2 separate regions of the Sus scrofa genome follow, and region 1 is linked to region 2. Evidence: chromatin contacts called from public Hi-C data. All regions are on one chromosome and are shown on one strand. The core of a region is the stretch at or near the end of the contact, and the rest is flanking DNA. Distances in the headings are between cores, read along the strand shown.

Evidence for each region. A called contact is a pair of places that touch in the nucleus more often than the background predicts.
Region 1: a Hi-C map of alveolar macrophages shows a contact between it and region 2, with 2.2 times the contacts expected there. The contact joins two enhancer-like sites. A contact is called at or near these places in 1 of 5 promoter capture datasets (liver), 8 of 47 Hi-C or Micro-C datasets (alveolar macrophages, blood, liver and 2 more) and 1 of 2 datasets of contacts at active chromatin or transcription factors (alveolar macrophages).

Annotation. Positions count from the first base shown.
Region 1 is chr14:2,128,763-2,136,604 of Sscrofa11.1, reverse strand. SYK (spleen tyrosine kinase) reads right to left here. Exons shown (of 13, transcript NM_001104952.1): 6 at 7,107-7,175. Among named protein-coding and RNA genes, the nearest start is that of SYK, 29 kb to the right of the region's middle. Within about 2 kb of position 2,179, at least 4 of the 83 cell types and tissues checked have an H3K27ac peak or open chromatin away from gene starts, as enhancers often do. A contact at or near this core is called in alveolar macrophages, where this site is marked.
Region 2 is chr14:2,053,303-2,060,567 of Sscrofa11.1, reverse strand. No RefSeq gene overlaps it. Among named protein-coding and RNA genes, the nearest start is that of SYK, 47 kb to the left of the region's middle. Within about 2 kb of position 3,942, at least 36 of the 83 cell types and tissues checked have an H3K27ac peak or open chromatin away from gene starts, as enhancers often do. A contact at or near this core is called in alveolar macrophages, where this site is marked.

The DNA.
Region 1 (7,842 bases), core at 930-3,429, 78 kb before region 2:
TCTCATGTGTGGTATCATTACCCTGACTCAACAGAACGGTCCCAGGAAAAACTTGTCATTCCCAAGGCTTGCCAGCCTCCTGCTCTGCTCAGTTCCTTCTGGTAATTAAACTCCAAGAAGGAAATAGTTTTCAGGTTAAAAAAAAAAAATTCCCTTTTAGGTTCATATTGACTCTCATTTCAACTTTTCTGATTTTTCCCTCCAGGTAGGAAGGTTTCTGAATCCAAAGACAAAACTTCAAGATACCAGGACCAGCCAATCACGGACAAGGAGAGGGCACAGCCCGCCTTCTCTTGACCTGAAGACCTCCCACCCTTTGCCTATCTAGGGACGTATCCTGGGGCTGCAGCCCCTCCACCCTGATGGAATCTTCTCCAGAGCAGGAGGACTTCGTTAAAGCCTGTTACAATTGAGTCCGAATGCAATTACCTAATGTATGAATCCTCTGGGGAAGAACTTAAAAACACGTTGGGGTGTAAAAAGTACTGGAAAGGATTCTAGGGCCTGAGATATAAGAATCAGTATGATGGGAGTTCCTGTTGTGGTTCAGTGGTTAATGAATCTGACTAGGAACCACGATGTTGTGGGTTTGATCCCTGGCCTTGTTCAGTGGATTAAGGATCTGGTGTTGCTGTGGCTATAGTGTAGGCTGGTAGCTATAGCTCCGATTAGACCCCTAGCCTTGGAACCTCCATATGCTGCAGGTGCAGCCCTAGAAAAGACAAAAAAAAAAAAAAAAAAAAAGAACAGTATGATGAAGAGAGTCTGCCTAAAGCCCTGGACACAGGAACACACACTCCAAATGACTGTGTGGTGCTCACCCCTAGCTTGTCTTGGCCACAGATAACGAAACAGATTGGAAGGGGGGTCCTCCTTTGGAAGGGAGGGCCCCATTGTTCAAGCCGAGGTGGCTCAGAGCTTCATTTCAATGCTACCCACGCAGACCACCATGTGGTCACAAGCCTTTCCAGCCAGAGCCCTGAACTCCCTGCCCAGATCCCTCAGCCCTTCTTGCCCTGACTGGGACAGAAGATGGACCTGCATTCCAGAGAAGGTTCTTTGGAAGAAATGCGAGGTTTTCTGCTGTGTCTTTTAAAGGGGTCATATTGACTTTATATGAAGATTCATCTTTATGTGAAGTTTCCTCTTTCCCAAAGAAAACCTCTGAATCAAATGCCCAGTTGAAAAGAATGTGAAGGCTTTGTTAAGAATGAGCTCTAGGGCAAAATGATCAATTATAGAAGTATTGTTAGTACTTAGAATTTAAAGTATTTTTTAGAATTCTCTTTACAGCCACCCCTGTGGCATATGGAAGTTCCCAGGGCTCGAGGTTGAACTGGAGCTGCAGCTGTCAGCCTACACCACAGCCACAGAAATCTCAGATCTGAGCCACGTTTGCAACCTATGCCACAACTCATGGCAACACTGGATCCTTAACCCACTGAGTGTGAGGCCAGGGATCGAACCTGCATCCTCATGGATTCCAGTCTGTTTCTTTATCCTCTGAGCCACAATGGGAACGCCTAAAGAAATTTTAATGTAATGAAAAACATTGCTGGTCCACTCTATCATTTGATGATACTCTTTCTGCTTTGCATTTGATCACTTATTCTGCCTTAATAAATAGCATCACCTTTTCTGCATAGAAAACAAGGTGTAAATGAAATGTTCACTGTTGCTTTTCTCCCTATTTTTGCTAATATTTGAAACAGAAGTCAAACCCGTAGGACACCACTAGATGGCACTAGCTATCTTAGAGTTCCACTTCCAAGGAGTAATCTGTGATTTTTATAAATTTGAGTAAAAACAGATCACTCCACAGTAATAAAAAAGAAAATCAATTTAGGTTATAAATTATAATGCTTTTTCTCATATTGGCCAGGCTTAACTGACAGTAGAAAATATACTTGACACATATTCATTGAGTGCCAATGATTCACAAGTGAAAAAAAGAGAAAAAAAAAAAAACATATTGCGGTTATAGAGTTGGTAGACTAATTCAAAGTTTCCTGGTTTGGGAGTATTGCCATGTCCACTGGTTCACTTTTAGATCTTCATTTGCATATTTCTTAAAAGATGTTTTCAAATCAGGAAGCAGCAGTAATAAAGATGACAACATACGTGTCACAACGGCAGTGACAAAAGGGGCCAGTAGGCTTGAGAGATGCTGGCTGCCCAAATCAGACAGGATTTGACTCTCTGGGGGAATGACTGGTCCTAAGGCACACTCTCCTTGGCCAGGGCATGAGCTAATCTGAGGTTTGCTTCGGCTCCATGCCAAGAAACACTTGACACTTCATCTTCCCTCCCCTTAGAAGCAAAGATCTAAAATCTGGCCCTTCTCTGGCGTAGGCTGGCAGCTACAGCTCTGATTAGACCCCTAGCCTGGGAACCTCCATATGCCGCGGGAGCGGCCCAAGAAATGACAAAAAGACAAAATAATAATAATAATAATAAATAAATAAATAAAATAAAATCTGGCCCTTTATAAGGATGTGGAAACATTTTTTCAAGGGTCTGGTCCAGAAGTAAACAGGTCTGATTTTAGAAGTTTTTCTTTCTCTCTCCTAGCTAAACCCGAGTGAATCATGCATTAAAATGTCTTTAAATATTCCAGTCCTCAATGTAGGTGTTGGAATAAGACATGAAAAATGGGTATTCATTTGAAATTCTGGGACATTTCTCCACAATGAAGATAAATGTGGATGCTATGTCTCATTTTAGAAAGCGTGCCTTGGAACTGGGAAAAAGAGTCACGGTCTTTAAGGCTGCTGCTCAAACTCTGCCAATTGTTCTTCTTAACAGAAGGCTATGTCTATGTACTTAAAGTAGCAAAGAAAAATATTCCAATGCTAATAATAGGAGGAATTTTATTCGGGTCAGGACTACCAGCCCTCAGAGTAAGTGTACGGTGGGAATGAGAAGAGGGTGAATTATATTTGTCTTCTTCAGTTAAATCCATTTATAAGTTAAATGTTAAAATGTTACTAATCTCTAAAGAAAAGAAAAAAGAAAAACGTATTATGAAATTTTAAATGATCTGATTAACAATATTCTGCAAATCAAAGCACACTTGTCAAAAACTACCTACAGGTTAGGGTTAATTCATGTTCTAACATGTTCTTTCTGTGGCTGCATTACAAAAACAACTATTAATATTGATCAAATGAACAAATTTAGGAAAGTTCTGTGTCCCTTGGATGAACAGATGGGATATCTGACATAATTCCCACAAGTCTTTTCTCAGGACTGGTAAAATAATGGAAAACTCCCCTTCTGCTTGTGCAAATATGAGCATTGGTTTTCCTAAAATATTTCTGGTGAGTAATCAAAATAGTTTTAATATACTGCTTAAATCCCACAATCCTTCAATTAGTTAACTATTGATATTTGGGGCACTTAGGGAAATTCAATGCATACTTCAATGTTGTTATAAATTTAAATAGAAAACAGCCCGCTTTTTGTCAGAAAAGTATTTTCACAGTATTTGGACGGAGTGAGAGTTTGGGGTTAATAGATGCAAACTACAGCATTTAGCATGGATAGGCAATGAGATGCTGCTGTATATAGAACAGGGAACTATATAGGATCACGTGTGATGGAACATGATGGAGAATAATGTGAAAATAGGAATGTATATGGATGTGTGGCTGGGTCACTTTGCTGTGCAGCAGAAATTGACAGAACATTGTAAATAAGCTATAATAATTTTTTTAAAGTACTTTTACAGTATTACTCAGATTAATTCGTTTCTAATATTTAATTATCTTTTAAAATTGGTTAAATAATGTTAAGAGGCTGGAGTTTCTGTCGTGGCTCAGTGGTTAACGAATCCAACTAGGAACCATGAAGTTTTGGGTTCGATCCCTGGCTTCGCTCAGTGGGTTAAGGATCCGGCGTTGCCGTGAGCTGGGGTGTAGGTTGCAGACACTGCTCGGATCCCGCATTGCTGTGGCTGTGGTGTAGGCTGGCAGCAACAGCTCCGATTAGACCCCTAGCCTGGGAACTTCCATATGCCATGAGTATAGGCCTAAAAAGACAAAAAGACAAAAAAAAAAAAAAAAAAAAGAGAGAGAGAGCTATTTATAGTTGCTTTACCCTCAACTATCCTCTGTCCATTAATCTGTTACATAGTTAAAACTTTTATTGATCTATAGATTCTCTTTATATATTAATGATATTAACCTATTAACCTTATATACATATCAGTATTACTAATATTTATTTCAAATGTATTATCTTTCTTTTGATGATCTTATCCATGCATTGTATTTTATTTGTAGGTAGCCTTACTGATATTTTCTTCAGCTTTCTTTGGACATGTTCTTCTTTCATTTAAAGATCTGCTAAAACTTATTTTCTGGATATTTCTTTAGTCACTGTGGGTGACCTGAGCTGACTTCAGCCTGCTTGGGACAAGGACAGGGGTGAGAGTAGGGCTCGTTTCCTCAAAGTGCTGGGTTACTGCTTCCTGGGGGTGAAGGCATTTTGATGTGTCAATCTAGTTAGCCTGAACTACATTCCTGTGTTATTGAATCAAATTGTGATCTTGACAGTACTGCAGAGGGATTTTTCAGAGGTGATTAAAATCCCTAGTTAGTTGACTTAATTTAAGGAGATTATCCTGGGTGGGCCTGGCTTAATCAGTTGACAGTGCTTAGAAGAGAGTTGAGGCTTTCCTAAGAGAGAAAGGGCAGAGTGAGTGTTGGGGGTAGGGGGTGGGGGGAGGCAGGACTGAACCCTGGCTGTGAATGACAGCTATGGCCTTGTCTGAGAGGTTCCACCCCGCTCATCTCACCTCCCTGATGGCCTGTACTTGTGTGCAGGGCACTTTGCTTGTGTAAGTCAAGTCCTGGTGATAAATCTATGTGTGTATGTGTACATGCATCTAGACAGGTGTATATATAAATATGTATGTGTATGTTACATACGTGCCTTTGTGTGTGTGTGTATGTGTATAAGTGTGTGTGCCAGGTTCTGCTTTATGCATAAATTTCTGACCTGTCATGCTCCCCTGGTTGAACCCTGAAAGATGCCCTGGGAAACCACAGAATTAAGATAAATGTGCAATGCTGTGTCTACTCAGTTTGCAATGAAACTGCTCATTTCTGGGACTGCACATGGACTGAGGGCTCTTGGCTAATGGGGCACCATGCATGCTTGGTATCCCACCCTGAGTTGTTCCTGGAAGCTTTGTCAGTACAGCCTTGGATTAAGGACTCTTGAAAAGGTGACTCATGATTGGAAAGCACCCTGAACTAGAACACATTCTAAACCACCTCTGTTGGCAGAGGACCAGCTGGCCCATCTCCCCTGGACCATGGTCCTGTGAGATGCTATCCTGGCAGCTGAGTGAGCCCTCTCCAAGGAGAAGGGATGGATGCTGACAGGGCTGAGGGCTAGGTGTGCTGGAAGGTGGCAATGTGGAGCACTTTGCCTTGGCTCCTGGGGAATGTTGATTTCTTCAAGGCCAGTGATCACCTACTGGCCCTGGTGGCTTGAGACAAACACCAGGTCCATAGGGCAAAAGGAACACTGACATAGAGCATGTGTTGCCTGGTCCCGGGCTCCTTGTGTGCCATCCTAACACGGGCAGCCCTCACTGTCACCTCTCAAAAGCCCCATTGTGGCCGATGTTGCCCATGAGCTGGTCCACACTGACTATGAAGGTGACATCAAAACAGGTGTTCCATTCAGGTTTATCACACAATGTTCCCCTGAAATACCACATTCAACTCACTTCTCCGTTCTACGGTCAACGAGACAGAGAACATGTAGAACATAGCTGTCCACTTGAGAATGAAATCACAAGGCTTTCTTATGCTTTCTATTCCCATTGTTTCTAATAAGTACTTTAGGCAACCCGCTTCATGAACAGATGCCCAATTACATGCTGAAATGTTTCAGAAGTACCAAAACAAGAATGGAAAGACTTATTAATAATCAATTTTATACCACAATGATAAAAGTAAAAAAAGTAATCCTTATACATATTTTATATATATGCATCTATGTAACATGTATATATATAAAACATGCATAAATATAATACATGTATATATGTATATATAAAAATGTAAGCAATCCTTATACATGTTTTATGTATTATAATTACACACACGTGTGTGTATATATATGTACACATATATACACTTATATATATATACATATTGAGGGAAGCGATTTATTATAGATGTCATTAAATAAGAATTTATTTTATTTATCTCAATCCAATCATATGGCAAAATATGAAAATGCATTGTTGTCAGCTTTACTGTCTCAAATTAAAATCATGTTTTCTTTTTTTGACTTTTTAGGATTGCACCTGCAGCACATGGAGGTTCCCAGGCTAAGGGTCAAATTGGAGCTGTAGCCGCTGGCCTACGCCGCAGCCATGGCAACACCAGATCCGAGCCATGTCTGCGACCCACACCACCGCTCAGAGCAATGCCGGATCCTTAACCCACTGAGTGAGGCCAGGGATCAAACCTGCATCCTCATGGATGCTAGTCAGATTCGTTTCCCCGAGCCACATCGGGAACTCCTAAAATGGTGTTTCTAATCCTCACACACTGTCTTGTCTCTAACCATGTTATGTTTAAAGTTCTGTGTTGGAACTCTAGAATGCCACTGTGGCACTCGATGTTTAGAAAATAAATGGCCCTGTGTCATCCCTGGGCAGGACCCACACAACCCTGGCATTTCTTCCAACACATAATTTATCTACATAAATTATATAACTGCAGCATGTGATTCTGGCAATTCGAAAGTAACCTGGCTGGCTTTGAAAACACTTTCCCATCTGAGAATTCCCTCCCGCCCCATCACACGGACCAAAACGACTTCCAAGCGCACATTTCAGCAGAGGGAGCGCGCTGACGGTGATGGACTTTGCAGCAGAGTGACTGGGACCCACATGGAAAGCACAGTGGATACTGGGATGAGGGCTGCCCGTGAGGGCCACGTGGCAGGGACGTGAGGCCAGCGCAGCAGGAAGAGCAGCCGCAATGCACACGGAGGGGCAGCTGGAGGGCAGCGCGTGGGCGCTCAGTGCGGGTCAGTCCTACCACTTAGTCAGGGACAGCAAGCAGGGGACGCTTTAGCACCTTTCTGTGGCCAGGCTTTGGGAAGGAGTATGATTTGATTCTTGAGATTATTCCACCCGCTGACCAAGTCTAGAAACCATAACGGCAAAGAGGAACAGTAAATGTTTCAGAAAACAAACGCAGGCTACCTTACACGACATATGCTATTTTACCCTGTTCTTTAATTACACGCGTCCCCTCCAGATTCTGCTGCTGGGAGGCACTAGGGGAAACCCTTGATCATTTGGAAAGCTTCAGGAGAAGCCTGCCACTGGAGCAGAAGGATCTGGAAAAAATACTTTGGTGGTATATTCCATGGAAGGTTATAAAATTTGAGCTTTCCCATGAAATAACCCACATTTTATACAGAATGATCATGTCACAACTGAAGGCAAATTGCCCAAAAGAAAAAAGTAAACCTGTGTGCCCAATTTTGCTCCTTCTTTGGGGTTCTGATTCCATTGTGTTTGTGGAAAATTCCTGAGCTGGACCCTTTGTGGAAAGTGCATTTTTTTTTCCTGTACCTATTTTCCTAGTCAATAAAAAGTTTCTCCAAAATGGTCTTTCTGAAGCCATTAGGTGATGCATGGCTAGATAGAGGGCTTGATATTCTTTTAAGAGTTCTCAGCCCTAAGCCTCATGCCTCTTAGAGGAAAATTAACCCATCTCGTGGTGGGTACAACCTTGAAGTCGAATCGCCAGGCTCACGAGCTGTGTCAAGGGTAAAATAAAATGATGACTCTATAAAGGTGCTATA
Region 2 (7,265 bases), core at 2,693-5,192:
GAATCACATGAGAGTCATTTTTGAAGTCCCCATGTGGCGCAACAGAATCAGCAGTGTCTCTGTGGTGCCAGGACGCAGGTTCGATCCCCAGCCTGGCACAGTGGGTTAAAGGATCTGATGTTGCTGTAACTTCGGCATAAGCTGCAACTGCGGCTTGAATCTGATTCCTGGCCCAGGAACCCCATATGCCATGGGGTGGCCAAAAATGAAAAGAAGAGAGAGAAATAGAATGAGGTTTTTGTTTTTTGGAGGTTTTTTTGTTGTTGTTTTTTGGCTTTTTAGGGCTGCACTCACGGCATACGGAAGTTCCCAGGCTAGGGGTCCAATCGGAGCTGCACTTGCTTGGCCACAGCCACACCAAATCCAAACTGCATCTGAAACCTACACCATAGCTCACGGCAACAGCCACGCTGAATCCTTAACCCACTGAGTGAGGCCAGGGATCAAACCCCCATCCCCATGGGCCCTAGTTGGGTTCATTAACCGCTGAGCCAGGAAGGGAACTCTGAAAGAGTCATTTTTGAATTGTTAAACCTACTGTAATAGAAACTAAATATTCTTCCTTCTACTGGTATCTTTGGTAGAGGCTGAATCTGACTATACCTAAGATTCCAATTCAATCACTTTTCAGGATTCATAGGAGACAACTTATGTAATTCATTCTTAACGGCAAAAAAACATTAAAATTGATGCAAGCTACCATTTTGCCAGACAAAATTATAAGCTAATAGAAAATTTCCCTGCTAATATAAAGTCAAAATGAATGAATAAATCTGTTATTTAAATTCCAATCAGGTTAGTTTTGTTTTTTTTAATCTTTCCATAATTCCTCAGTTTAAAAAACCCCTCTTTTTTCTGAGTGGAAAAAAAAAAAATCAGACTTGTTCAATTTCGAGGTGGAAGAGTAAGATGGTAACACATAATTAAGTCAGGCAATTTCATTCCAATCTCTCTTTAAGGCTCTGCCTTTTGATTTCAATTGCTTTAAAAGAAAAGCAATGTTCAGTGTGTAGACATTTTTTAAAACCCAAAGGCCTAAGTTCCTAATTTTCTCTCACTCATTTGCAGCTAAAGCAAACCCAAAGTGGAAGAAAGTGTTGAGGGGCAGGTGAGTTAGGGGAGAGGTGGAAAAAATCTATATGGTGAAAGTCGAAAAAGCAAGAATTAGCTCAGATTATACAAAAGTCCCCCGCCATTCCTTAGTCACAGATAACAGGCAGAGATAGTACCAGCTGCAAAGTGAACAGGAAACAGTATTTCTCCCACGGACACACTGCAGCTGTAAACACTGATATAATACCCCTCCTTTAAGTAACTACTGCAGTCTCTCCCTAAAATCAGACCATCAAAAATGTTGCTGTCTGAAGGTCTATCCATAAGGATAAAATATCCTATTTTTTACTTGGAGATTCTGTATGATTTTGATTGTTACTATTGAAAACTCAGTGAAATCTTGTCATTTCAGACTTTCTGAAAAGGGGGAAACTAACCCATCTAATTACTGGAAAGTGTGAGTTGTTGGGCAACAGAAATGCAATTTGCTTTCAGAAGCAAACGGGGGCTCCATGGAGTCTAATACAGACTCAGTCCTGTAGCCCTAACTCCAAAAACTCTGAAAAACAAGTTTTATAGGGAACCTCATTTAGTGACAACACCTATGAACTGACACTGAGTTATCTGCAGCCTCTCTTTATTCTGCTTAGAGAGACTAGTCACACTGCTGGTGCAGAAATAATAACATGTGGGATAACAGGATACTGCCCAGGCTGCGTTGGAGTGGTGTGTAACATATGGCAGCAGCATGGATGCACACCTTTCTAAATTCTGAGAAATATCTTTCTCAAGGCTGAAATCCAGATTCTAAATTTGAATTCTAAATCCTGAAAAATCCTACATTCCAAAACATATCTTGGCACGAGGGTTTTGGATAATGATTATGGATATGCATAAGTGATGTCCTATAAGAAGTGCTTGGTTTAAAAACAGAGAAATCAGATGTGCACTTAGAATACTAAGTAGGAACCTAAAGCAGGCTAAAGCAAGTTATTCTGAAATGCAAATCTAGTGATTAAAATGATCTTTCTTACAATTTCACCCCCCAGGAAAGGTAAAGACATAAAATATAACCCCTTTTCATCCTTGATTAAAACACTAAAAACATTCTAGTTATTAAGACTGTTAATAAAATCCTACATATTGAGCGCTTCAAACACAAACAATACAAATCAGTTTATATTTCACTGCAAAATTTCTCTAAACAGATCAAAACAAAGGTTCATTGTAGACAGAACAAAATAACTTGATAAAATCATTTTAATAGACAAGACCTCACTTAAAACACCTAATACTTTACTGATATCTAAACTTTAGCTCAAAGACAAACCTATCCATTCTCTGCTTGGTGCTTTTTTTTCTCAGGGAGGGGTGAGGTGTGGGGGTACATCAATAAATTTAAATTGCATTTAACTAAAATGTTGCCTGTGTAATAGCCATGCATTTGCTCTTCCTAAACAAACAAACAAAACACTAGAATCAATTCCATTTCTTTCAGGAATTCCCCATCATCTCATAATTTTATTTTTAATATGAAGATTCAGATGTGGTGGGACATTTTCAGGTCTTTTTCGCTACACACTGAAATGCTTCCGGGGTTGAAGAAAAAGAACAACTCCAGTCAACACTGATACGTGGGTTCAACGGGAATCTTTGGCGAGTCAGGCAAACTCATTAAAATAAACTGCAACAGGGTTTCTCCAGAGGCCACCTGGCAGGATTCCACAGGCCTTCTGATCACTAGTCAGTGGGAACAGCTTGGGCTGGTGACTGAGAATACACTGCACAGTGAACAAGACCCCCTTCCCAAAGGAACTGCACCTCAAAAGGTCAAAAGTTTGCAACTCTAACTTCTCCAATGGTTGTCTTTCTAGTTCTTGTTATTCAAACAAATCAAAAAATGAAGCGCCTATGAATCGTTATTAAGGTGGTTTTAAGGTTTTGAAGCCATATCGCCAAAAAAATCTTTAACTCAAATTCACATTTTACTACCTAAAACTCCCGTAGCCCAAATCATTCACTAGCTAATTAAATTATTTCACCATGAAAATTGTAAAAGGAAAAAGCGATCGTGCTACATTTTAGTCGTGATTCAGAAAGTTTCATGTTTTTATGCAAATGTTCGTTCTTTCTGGAATAAAAGAAATGTATAAATAAAATGTATAAATAAAATCTTTGCACAACTATCTCTACAGTGAGTCACTTCGATAAATACAGTGGAATTTTCCAGTAATTCTGTAAATGGCCAAACGAAAATGTGAGACCTGAGACGGAGTTTCCTGTCCCTGTGGATTCCTGCTCGCCTCCCAGGATCCACTCGCTTCCGCACTTTTTGCGCTCGCTGCTTTAAGTTTCGGGATCCCGGCTAGCGCCTTCGCCGCTACGCCCCAGCCTCCCGCCAGCCCCTGACTCCTCGAACAGCAGCGGGATCCCCAGAGACGCACTAACCAGGTTTAGAAAAGCGGGCACAACCCCACTGTTTCTTATCCGGAAAATTTTATCAAATTTTCCCTTTGATTCTCAAAGGCCAAAGGGCCTGAGCGTACCTGCCCGGGTGTGCCAGGGTGCACAGACCTGGGCCGAGGAGGAAGGGCCACATCCTCTCCTCCCTCGCCGCCTCCCCTAGTCCAAAGGTGCGTCCCGGTGCGTCAAACCGAGGGAACGCGCGGCCACACCTACCTATGCCAGGTGAGGCGAGGGCGGGGCTCGGGGCTCTGGTGACCCGGCGGGCGCGATCGCGGGGGCAGCTCCGGGCGCAGCGCCGGGCGGCCAGCTCCTCCTTGCTGCTCCCGCCGCCGGAGTCGCCTCAGCCACCCAACGTACGGTGCTTCCTCATTTTGGGCAACTTCCTTAACGCGCCCGGGCAAGCCCGCACTTCCTCCCGGCCGCCGCGCCCCGCCGCCCGTGCGTCCTGTGCGCCCCGTGTACCCCGTGCGCCCCCAGCGCCCAGGGCAGGGCAGCGCCAGCCAGAGCACGCGAGAACCTGACCCGCGGGGTCCGCGTGGCAGGCTGGAGGGGTGAAGGGAGAGGAGCCGGGTGTGCGCCTTGGTTTCCCCCACACACACACCCCAGTCCAGGAGCAGAAGGCTCAAACAAGGGGCCTTCATATACAAAAAAAGGGCACATGGCCAACAACAGGCCTGCCTCCTGCCATGTGACCTTTTGGCTGCCTGATCCGTACAAGGGCTGCAGGCACTCAGGGGCATGCCCATTTGTGGTACAGTTGCTTGGGAAGAGAATCCTGTTCACTGTGTGGTCGATTCCCAGACACCAAACCAAGACGCACCTGCTGACTGGACCAGAAGGCCCATGCAATCCTGCCAGGTGGCCACTGCCTTAGGTAAAGGTCGGATTTCACAGCATACCTTTGGGTGAGCTCAGTCTGTCCAACAGGGCTGTTTTCTGAGGCATTTAATTACTACAAGGTTCTTGACAGTGAGTTTAACTTGCTTCCTTTTTACCCACAACCAATTCTGACACCTGGAGGTAATAAAATTAAGTTTCATCCTTCTCCTTAGTCTTTAAAATGGTTTAAAAACACCTACCTGCTTCCCCTCCTTTTTTCTGTTGGCTCTCTTTAAAATTTTCCCATTATACGGTTTCCAGACCCTTGCTTGCATTCTTGGTAACACCGGCTGGCAGTGCCTGTTTTAAAAAGCTGTACCTTGGAGTTCCCTTGTGGAGCACTGTGTTAAGGATCCCACACTGTCACTGCAGCAGCTTGTTCTATGGTATGTGTTTGATCCCTGGCTGGGCAGCTTCCACATGCCTCACGGGGCAGCCAAAAACACAAACAAAACAACAACAGCAACAAAAACCTGTACCTTGAGCCAAAATACAATCAATGAAGTAAAATTTATACTTGTTAGATTATAATTGCCATGGAGAAAACTCAGTTGATAGGAAACATTTACATTCTGTTGGAGCCCCTCAGCCTTTAGTGGGACATTCTCTTCCATTTATTTTTGCCACTAAATTTTTAACCCAAGTGAAGGATTTTTATTAGGGTTATATGTTATCCAGTGGACTTAATTTTATCGCACATAACGAAGGAAATAGCCATTGGTCTATTTTTCTGCTGCAAAACCTCTGGCAATACTGTTTGAAATGGGCAGAAGGTGACCAGTCTTGCTTTTACTAAGATTATGTTTCCTTAGGAAGTGCTAATTGGAGGTGAGATTTAGTTTGGGCTCCATCTCTAACAGCCTTTGGCTCTGCTGCAGTCCTTCTGAGCTTTGAATAATATTAATAGTTAATTAACATGTATTAATGATTTTTTAAATGTTAAAATAATCACACAAACACTTAGAGAAAAAAAATCTTCGTAAAAGTCAACACATTTCTCCCAGGCTTTCTTCTTTCACCCCAAGTGTTGTTTCCCTTTGCTGACTTTGCTTTTTATCGTCCACTGTAACAAATGTTAGCTCTGATTATATGCTGAGTCCTGGAAGCCCTCCTAACAAAACCCTGTACCTAAATGGTTTTAGGGACTTCCAACAGTTTCTTTTCAAAGACTTCTGTTCAGTGAAGATTCTTTATTTTTTTATTTCTCTAAAAATAGTAAATATATATTTATATATGACTTTCCTCTATTAATTCTACCTTATGAAGTCTTTAATATATGCTTTTCTTTTCTTTTTCTTTCTTTCTTTTTTTTTTCGTCTTTTGTCCTTTTAAGGCCACACCTGCGGCATATGAAGGTTCCCAGGCTAGGGGTCTAATCAGAGGTACAGCTGCCAACCTACGCCAAAGCCATAGCAGCACCAGATCCGAGCTGCATCTGGGACCTAAACCACAGCTCACAGCAATGCCAGATCCTTAACCTACTGAGCGAACCTACAGACCCTTAACCTACAGATCCTTAACCAGGGATCGAACCTGCAGCCTCATGGTTCCTAGTCAGATTCATTTCTGCTGCACCACAACAGGAACTCCTATATGCTTATATTGTCTGAGTATTAGCACTGGTTATCACTCATGGTGCCTGGCTTCCTTGTGTCTTTGAAAAATTATTTGTGAAGCCCACTTTCTTTCAGAGAGAATTTACCTTTGTTTCTGCCAGAAGCCTAGAGTACATCTAATGTTTGGACAATTTAAGTACATTCTCAGCTTATGTGTCTTTGAACCATAAGGTGATATGATCTTGAGCTGGAAATTTTGGCACAACTTTGGTCAACTGGTGGTTATGGTTTTTCAAGGATTCATTTCTTTCTATTCTGCTCTATGCTTTCTTTCACTTTCTGTTATCTTGGAGTCTATGTTTTTCATATTCCATGCCTTTCTCTCCCCTAGTTCACTCCATCGTTTTAGTGGAACACAATCTTCAGGAGTTTCTTAAGAAGTGGAAGCAAGTTTGTTTGTTTGGTTTTTTGCTACGCAGATATTTACTTTTAAAAAATATTAATAAGGGAGTTCCCATCGTGGCGCAGTGGTTAACGAATCTGACTAGGAACCATGAGGTTGCAGGTTCGATCCCTGGCTTTGCTCAGTGGGTTAAGGATCCGTGAGCTGTGGTGTAGGTTGAAGATGTGGCTCGGATCCATGTTGCTGTGGCACTGGCGTAGGCCAGTGGCTACAGCTCCAATTCAACCCCTAGCCTGGGAACCTCCATTTGCTGTAGAAGCGGCCCAAGAAATTGCAAAAAGACAAAAAAATATATGTATTAATAAGTAGATACATTACAGTTCATATGACTGCTCAAGGGTGACATGTGTCTCTAAAATGCTTTAGGCATTCATATATCTCTTATAGCTCTAATATCCACAATGAGATTCCACAGTTAATATCCTTTATGTTAACTTCCAATATCTGGGGTGGGTATCTTGGCACTGATAGGAGAAACCATGTAATGGTGGCCTCCAAAGTGGCTAGAATTCTAGCTGACCACTAACTGGGTGTTTTAAAGACCTTCCATATTCAAAAATGCTCTGCCCTCAAGTGCGATTGACGGTTTGGATTGAATTGAGTTCTAGTTCATACGTTACTTCTCTTCACAATTTTACATCATTATTCTGTTGTTTTCTTTCTTCCAGTGTTGATGTCGAGAAATTCAAACCATTCTGATTCTCTGTCCTTCCTCCCTCCTCTTTTATTCTGACTCTCTATCTTTCGGGTGTAGGTTCCTAGTTCATTGTTTTGTCTATGCTTGCAAACATTCTTTCTTTGTTCCTCTGTAGGAGATAGCTCCTTGATACTTAGATCCTCTTTCTCCT